2 separate regions of the Triticum aestivum genome follow, and region 1 is linked to region 2. A link is a contact called in public Hi-C data. All regions are on one chromosome and are shown on one strand. Each heading gives the region's core, a stretch centred on a gene start, on an enhancer-like site or on the middle of the called end of the contact. The rest is flanking DNA. Distances are from core to core; before and after follow the strand shown.

The links. A called contact is a pair of places that touch in the nucleus more often than the background predicts.
Region 1: a contact with region 2 is called in a Hi-C map of leaf, with 2.6 times the contacts expected there. The contact joins the promoter of LOC123072621 here to the promoter of LOC123072619 in region 2. A contact is called at or near these places in 2 of 5 Hi-C or Micro-C datasets (both in leaf).

The regions. Positions count from the first base shown.
Region 1 is chr3B:815,829,684-815,833,865 of IWGSC CS RefSeq v2.1, reverse strand. It overlaps LOC123072621 (phosphatidylserine decarboxylase proenzyme 2), which reads left to right and starts at 1,661. Exons shown (of 21, transcript XM_044496213.1): 1 at 1,661-1,979; 2 at 2,127-2,206; 3 at 3,319-3,343; 4 at 3,449-3,508; 5 at 3,670-3,738; 6 at 4,104-4,182. The coding sequence starts at 1,758.
Region 2 is chr3B:815,686,457-815,690,775 of IWGSC CS RefSeq v2.1, reverse strand. LOC123072619 (6-phosphogluconate dehydrogenase, decarboxylating 1) reads left to right here and starts at 2,295. Exons shown (of 2, transcript XM_044496209.1): 1 at 2,295-2,449; 2 at 3,555-4,319. The coding sequence starts at 3,562.

The sequences.
Region 1 (4,182 bases), core at 412-2,911, 140 kb before region 2:
GGCTGCCTGCCAGCCGACCCGACGCCAACCAGGGGCGCCACCACGGCGCCACAGGCTGGACGAGGCCGCGCCGCACCGCCCGGAGCAGGGCACCGCCGACCCCAGACGCCACCGGCTCGCCCCGCGCCACTCCGCTCAGACGAGAGCCACGGACGCGCCGTGCCTCGCCAGAGCCACCCCCGCCCGCCGCCGGCACGCGAACCACGCCGGCGAGAGGACCTCCGCGCCAGATCTGGCGTCCCGCGCCGCCAAGAGTCTGGAGAGGAGGGGAGAAACCCCGCCGCCGCCGACCCGTCCGGGCTTAGCCCGACGTCGTCCCTTGGCGGCGGCGAGGGGGAGGGGAGACGGGGCGGGAAGACTGGCGGCGGCACGATTTAGGGTTCCTCCCGGGCCGCTAGCGGGAGCGGCACGGGGGACGGGGTTCCCTGTAATTTCTTTTTCCGTTCATTGTCATAGTTGTATTAACTTGGAAGCTGCCTCCATCCCACACCACTCTTGGCCGGCTTCGCGGCGCCTCTATGCACTTCCTTTGGCCAAACTTCTTTCGCCCCATCCATCCACCTGAACCTCCCGACTGTCCGACGCACGCACCGCATCCGTCAACAGCCCGCCTCGCCTTCATCAGTAACGTTGCCGCCGGTAACGTCGTCCCCATCGTTAGCTCGGTGCAAGATCTGCATAGAATCGACAGGTACTGAATTCTTTTTGATTTAGCAATTGCGATGAACAATGAATATTCCGTTCATTTGACTGATGTAACAGCAAGAAGTACTACTACCTCCGCCCCATAATTTCAGACGTTTTGCGGTTCAATTTGAAATGGAAAACCTCTTATATATTATGAGACGGAGGGAGTAAGAGCAGACCCATTTCATCATTTTGGGTCATCTGAACACAAAAATTGATCCAACGGGGCGACCCAAACAGACACAACGGACATAAAGCGGATGTTTTCTGTGTCATCTCTATCCGCTTCTGTCCGCTGCATGTGCCCGCTTGGCCCACTTGCCATCCACCAACCCATCCCATCCCATCTCTCTCCTCCTTTTCCTCTCTCTCCCACCCACCCAGCCGTGCCCGCTCCCCCGCGCACAGCACCAACGAAGGACGGGCAGTCTCGCCCTCCTTCGGCGCCCGTGCCCGCACAACAGCAGCAGAGGACGAACGAGCTCGTCCTCCTCCGACGCCGCTGCTCCGCCGTGGTGGGCTCGTGCTCCTCCGGCGCTCGTGCTTCGTTGTGGCGGGCTCGTCCTCCTCCCTGCCTGCTACGTGTTTGATGAAATGCCAAGGCGGATATGACAAAAAATGCGTCTGTCCCCGTTGGACGCATCGTCCGGTCCATTTAAAAAAATGGACATGGACGAGCAGAGAGGTGACCCAAACGGACGAAAAGCAGACAAAATCGATCTCCGTTTGGGTCACCACGTTGAAGTTCCTCTAATAATTTGCGTCCTCAGAGCAGCGGCTGGACTGTACACCGGGGACACACGTCGGCTGGCGGTCCTGCCTGTGACTTCCACTCGTTGAAGCCGGCCCGCCCGCACACGTCTGCTCACCTGGCCGACACGCGGACCCCACCCACCCACCTCCCTCCCCACCGCGTCGAAAGCGCCGCGCCTTTTTGCCTGCCTGCCTGCCTGGGCCGGCCGCCGTCAATTCCAACTCCCTCTGGCTCCCACTACTGCTGCTCCAGGCGGACCAGGCCGCCGAACCAACTCCGCCCCTCCCCCCCACGCCCCACGCCCCGCCGCTGAAGGATGGGCCACGCCCAATCGACCTCCCGCCACAATGGCCGCGCCGGCGCCGCCAACGGCGTCGAGCCGCCGCTGCCGTCCCGCTTCTCCCGGTTCCGCAGCCGCCTGCGCCTTCGCCGCCACCGCGGCCGTGACCGCTGCGGCGCCGCGGGGGACTCCAGCGAGTCGGGGAAGGGCGTCGCCGCCGACGAGTTCGCCGGCATCGCGCGCATCCGGATAGTCAAGGTACGCGCGCTCCCCTCCCCTCCCCTCCTCTCTCCGCCGACGCCGGCCCCGACGGGTGGTTCGCGTGCGGGCGGGAGTGGAACCGCTGATTGGCGGTTGCGCTTCAATTTTGCGTTGCTTGATGATTCTGGCTGGGGCATGGCGCAGGCGGACCTGCGGTTCAAGGACAAGTTCTTCGCCTGCCTCTCGCTCGGGGAGCGCACCTACCGCACCGAGACCTCCGACAGGTTCGGCACCATGTTTTCCACAGTATTGATTAATTTTTGGCCATGCTTGTCCGGATCCGAACCCGTCCATGCTTCCATTAAACCTGCACGCTGTTCGTGGTTCGTGAATCGACGTGCCTAGCAATGTTTTACTGTCTGCCACACGTTCCAGCGCAAGCGGATAAGCTCCCTGTCTTCTTATGACAGTGAGTGCTAGTACTAGAATCAAGACAATGCTCCTGGGATCGGAATCTGTTCTGCGACAGGCGAAACCCCCCAACTTATTTTCGTTGCAGCAGGACCCCTTTTTCTGAATTTTCTTTCACAAGTGTCTGAGTTCAGAAGATCTATGACAGTGAAATACAAAAAAATAAAATAAAAAAAATCGACAGGCAAAAACCCCAACCTATTTTCGTGTTTGCAGCGGGCCATTTCCTGGATTTTCTCTTGATCACAAGTGTCTGAAATCAGATGATCTATGGCAACAAAATATGAAAATTCTCAACCGTTGCACCATGTGAATCTGCGTGATCTTGAATTTCTCCTGTTTCGAAATATACCCTGTGTATGCTGTATGATACAACAGCTAGCACCTTCTCATTTTATTCCCTGTTTTGCTTACTTGTTGTTGCTGATGTTTTTCAACTACAGACACTGTTTCAGTACCCTGTTCCCCCCTCTTGCTCTACACTTTTCATGGTTCGTGAATCGATGTGCCTAGCAAGTGTTACTATCAATTTACCACATGTTCCGGAGCAAGCAGACAAGTTCCCGGTCTTCCTATGATAGCGAGTGCTAGTAGTACTGTAGTAGTACAAGACTGGTGAATCAGGATAATGCTCTGGAATAAGAATCTGTTCTGTGACAGGCAGAAACCCCACCGCATTTCGGTCGCAGCTAGCTTTTCGCGAATACTCTTTTCATCACAAGTGTCTGAATTCAGAAAATCTATGACAGCGAAATATGAAAAATGCTGAACTGCCGCACCTTGTTGAATCTGCCTTCATTTATTGTTTTTCTTCTGTTTTAAAATATACAGCGTTTACGCTTGTATGACACACATCTAACACCCTTTCCCCTCTTTTTCTTACTTGTCGTTGCTCATGTTTTTGAACTACAAACACTGTCTGCAGCACTCACAGGCCTGTATGGAATTCAGTGAGTAATCTGTCTTTTTTGTTGCTCTTTATCCAGTAATATCATGGTTTCCTTTATTAACTATGTAGCTGTGTAGATTTACATATATTTTCTGTGAATATGCAGGAAAAGAAGGTTGTAATAGAAACAAATGGACCTCATATTGCACGAATATCTGTTTTTGAGGTATGCTGCTAACTGCGTTAATTTCCACTGTGAGCAGTCCACACGTGTATGCTTCAGCATAAGCAAATTACTGATTGGAAGCTTTTGAAGAATTTTTTTTAACCGTAAATCGAGGCAACAGTTCAATCCAATGACATTATGTTTTTTGGCCAACTTTGCAGACTAACCGGTTCTCCAAGAATACCTTGGTTGGTTACTGTGAAGTTGATCTCTTTGACTTGCTCACTAAGGTAACACTTATGTTTTTGCCGTCTCAGTCTTTAGTTATAGTATATCTCTGGTTTGATTGTCCTCATGTACCTATGAAGAAACACACTTCCTCTTTTTCTTAATTCATGAGAAGACTGTGATAGCATTTTATTAAAGATTCAAGAGAGTGACACTGTGTTGAATATCTTGATCCAACTGTGTATATGTATACTTTATTTCCATATCGTGTCTACCTACTTCCTAGATCTAGGCTGGAACTTTCTAGTACTTATGCACAACAGATCTTAATGTACCATAATGCATAAATTGGTAATGTGTACAACTTTCTGGAGGTATTTTAAGTTTTGACATTTTGAATATTATCGACTAACATTTTAGCTAGCAGGACTTGGAGGAGGAACACGCTGAGGACCTTGCTTTGTTGGACCCATCATCGTCCATTACCACCATGGGAACCATATCCG
Region 2 (4,319 bases), core at 1,046-3,545:
GGGATGAGATCCTCGGGCGTGGTGATGGCATACAGTTTATCACCAAAAACACACGATGTCAATGAGGTAGATATATGGAGTTGTCTGTGGCTCCGGCGACCACATGCCCCTTCCCTCATTGGAAGACAATGAGTGGATGCTTCCTGTTTTTGGTGATGACGGCGATGAAGTCGTCGACCGCGGAGCACATGAGGAACTTGCGAATGAGAGACATGTCATCACCAACCATGGCGAAATTTACTCACAGGCTCACAATCCATGGCAACTTCCACTTTAGACCTATTGAAATATATTTTTCAGAACCCAATGGCAAATTTAAGGTATAGTCCATTGGCAAATTAAACTTACAGTCATGACAAACTGACTTTGAAGCCATATCAACATTTCCTCGACAAATCTTTCCAACCTTACTCCCATGACAATTTAATTTTAATCCCATTCCATTTGAATTTTTTTTGCATGCAAAATATAACCTCCCAGCAACGGCATTGTTTTAGAGATCGTTTGCCATGAAATAGAGATTTTTGCTCGCCATGTGAATGAACTATGCTCATGACATTATTAAAAAAATCGTCAATGTGCTATTTTTTTGTTTTTTTTTCTGAATTTGCCATTAGCTATAGGACATAAATTCAAAAATTGCCATCAAACATTTTCTTTTGTCCATAGTCCGCCATTAACCAGAATTTGCTTAATTTCGCCGATAATGGCAAATTGAATTGCTTGACCATGGCAAACAAAAGGTTGGGCCTGGGATGTCCCCGGACGGAATGTTGGCTGGTTATCGGGGTGGTCTTGATTTAGATGTACCGAATTTAATTAATTTAGCATGATATTTTTTAGTTTCATTCATGGCATGATTGCGTAGAGGTGGCATTTTCAGGGTGACGTGGTGCTGAGGCCACCCAACCCTCGCAGGAGCAAGAGCGGACGCAAGGCAGCAGAGGCCAAGTCGGAGCCGCGTCCGACTGTCAGCAGAGCACACGAGACGAGCTGTTTCTCTTCCTCTTTGTTTCCCACTCACCAGATGACGCGTGGGCCCGGTTTGACGGGAGACCGGGCCCACAAATCAGACACCCTCCACCAGGCAATTCCAAACTGTTGAGCAAATGCCCGCTTCGGAGCGAGTTGGCCGGCCCACTACTGGGTTCGCGTGATTACTTGGTTCGCTGCTGTTCGTTTCGTTGTTATTTCTTCTTATTCTTCTTCTTCTTCCTCCGCGTTTTGGTTTTGAACTCTCTTTTTTCCCAATTTCATTTTTCTGTTTTGGTTTCTTTTTTCCTTTTTGGGGTTTGATTCCATTTTTTGCTTGTTATCTTTTGAGTATTATTATACAAAATGTCCAGCGCGTATTACAAAAATATTTATTGTATATTACGAAAAAGTTCATCATGTATGAAAAAATACCGTGTATTAAAACTCTTTTTTATGTGTATTTTAAAAAAAAATTCATCATGTAACACGAAAAGGTTCAACGTGCATTACACAAAATTTTCAGTGTGTGTTACAAAAAGTTGGCTGTATTAAAAAAATGGTCATATCATATTTACGAAAATGTTGACCATATTGTTGAAAAAACTCACCATATATTACAAAAAAACAAGGTCACTATATTATAAAAAAACACTCTCCATGTTATATTATAAACGTTTAAATATTACAGAAAACTGCACGTGAAAATAAAAAAGTAAAAAGAAAATAGAAGCTCAGAAGAAAATGATAATAATAATAATAATGAAAAATCGGTTCACTATAGCCGAATGAAAAGTGCTCCCTCTGCAAACTAATATAATAAGAGCGTTTAGATCATCTACGTTATTTTTCATCGGCGGCGGTTGCTGTTGTGGGGTGCTGGTCCTATGTGGCCTTAGCACGACGACTTCCCGGCTGTCTACTACAACAAGTTGTGCCCGGGTCCGGCGATGGAGGGGCGATGACGGCGGCGCCCTTCGGCTCGCTTCGGTGCTTGTAGTTGTCGCTAGGTGTTCTACGAATTTGGATGTAATTTTTATTTTTGGTATTCGTTGTACTGCCATGATATGATTGAAGATGAATAAATTGGAAGTTTTTCGGAAAAAAAAGATCACTAGTTTATGGAGGGAGCACAGCCGAGTGTGTTTTTGGTAGATACAGTTGCTCTTACAGGGGCCAGCCCATCTGTGCACGCCGTGTGCGTCAGCGCGTCGTCTGTTGGGCGTCTCTCCTCCTCTCCACCAACCCACCCGCGGGGCGGCTCGCGCAGCCCCGGGCCCAGCCGTGGTGGGTCAGCGGCGACGAAGGAACGGGTATTTAAGTTAACCCAAGCAAGAGGAGGGGTAGGTGGTAGGTATCCGCGTCCGCATCGCACCGCACACCAACCAAACACTCGCCTGCCTTCCTTCCTTCCTTGTTCGTTCCTCGACGCACGCACGCAGATCTCATCCATCCAAGCCAAGGCAGGTCAGGTCAGGTCAGGTCTCTCCCCTCCCCCCGAATCTTCTTCCTCCCCCCCCTTGCCCCCCGATCCGATCCCCGTCGCGCCGTCGCCCAGCCCGGCCGTGGCTTCCGGCGGGGCGCTCGCTCGTCGGCCCAAAGAACCTAGGTACCTTTTTTCCTTCTTGGCTGGGTTAGGCAGTGGCTTGATCAGATCCATGGCAGGTAGCTCTAGCTGACTAAGTAACGGGAGGGGGGAGACAGCTAGTTGAATTCGACAGCAGTACGCATGCCTTGCCGGCTGACACACAGACAGGACCACCAGTTCTCCTGCCTGCGCCTCTACTACTGTACCATGTGTTGTTCCTACTACTAGCTCTAGCTCTAGTTGGGGATGCCCTGTTTTCTCTGTTTTTTCTTTATGTAATCTTTTCTCTGTTTTTCCTTTTTTTCCGCATGATAGATAGATGAAGCTCGGACCTAGATATAAGAACCATACACAACTGCGGATGACAAACACTCTCTCCAATTTAATCTGAAATTGCCATCATGATCCTAACAAACACTACTCCTCAAGTAACTGTACATTGTTTTGTTGCACGATTACTGTCTGGTGTAGATTCAATCAAAATATTTAGTAGAGGAGATGCTTGATGGTTGGTAATTGTCTTGTGACTTGTGTGCATGTTGGTGGGCAACAAGCATACGATTTGATTTCTGCCTCTGCTCTACTGTATTAGCCTCATGGGTCATGGCTGATTGAATTCACCCGGACTATAGCTTATTCCTTCACCGTACTACTATCGCTTTCTCAAGTCAACTCAAGCAACAATTCATGTCGCTCGCTCAATCCTCTGAACATTGCATCTATCCTCTGAATATTGCGAAATTGACATTCGTAACCTCGCATTCAGTTATCCACTGCCCATTTTTCTGGATAAGTTTTCTCAAACCTCTATTCGCTCGCTGCAAACATTTACTCAGAGTCTCTGAAGCTTGTTCCTGTGTCCAGTGCATATGCATCATCATTTGGTTTTGGTTTTGGTTTGTATATACAAGCAGGCTTTTAACCTTTCTGGCGAGCGAGACTTGCATAAATAAACTATCTAACTTTGTGTTTGCTGCATCTCTTTTCTTTTCAGGTACGAGATGGCTCTCACCAGAATTGGTCTCGCTGGCCTCGCGGTCATGGGCCAGAACCTTGCCCTCAACATTGCCGAGAAAGGCTTCCCCATCTCTGTCTACAACAGGACAACGTCCAAGGTCGATGAGACTGTTCAGCGTGCCAAGCTAGAAGGAAACCTTCCTCTCTATGGTTTCCATGACCCTGCATCCTTTGTCAACTCCATTCAGAAGCCACGTGTCGTCATCATGCTTGTCAAGGCTGGTGCTCCGGTCGACCAGACCATCGCAACGCTCGCAGCACACCTGGAGCAAGGTGACTGCATCGTTGACGGAGGAAACGAGTGGTATGAGAACACAGAAAGGAGGGAGAAGGCCATGGAGGAGCGTGGACTCCTCTACTTAGGGATGGGTGTCTCCGGAGGAGAGGAGGGTGCCCGCCATGGCCCCTCCATGATGCCTGGAGGCTCACTGGAGGCTTACCAGTACATTGAAGACATTCTTCTCAAGGTGTCTGCTCAAGTCCCTGACAGCGGTCCGTGTGTCACATACATTGGGAAGGGTGGATCTGGAAACTTTGTCAAGATGGTTCACAATGGTATCGAGTACGGTGACATGCAGCTGATCGCTGAGGCATATGATGTTCTCAAGTCGGTTGGTAAGCTCACAAACGGTGAGCTGCAGCAGGTTTTCGCCGAGTGGAACAAGGGTGAGCTCCTCAGTTTCTTGGTCGAGATCACTGCTGATATATTCAGCATCAAGGATGACCAGGGTGAAGGCTACTT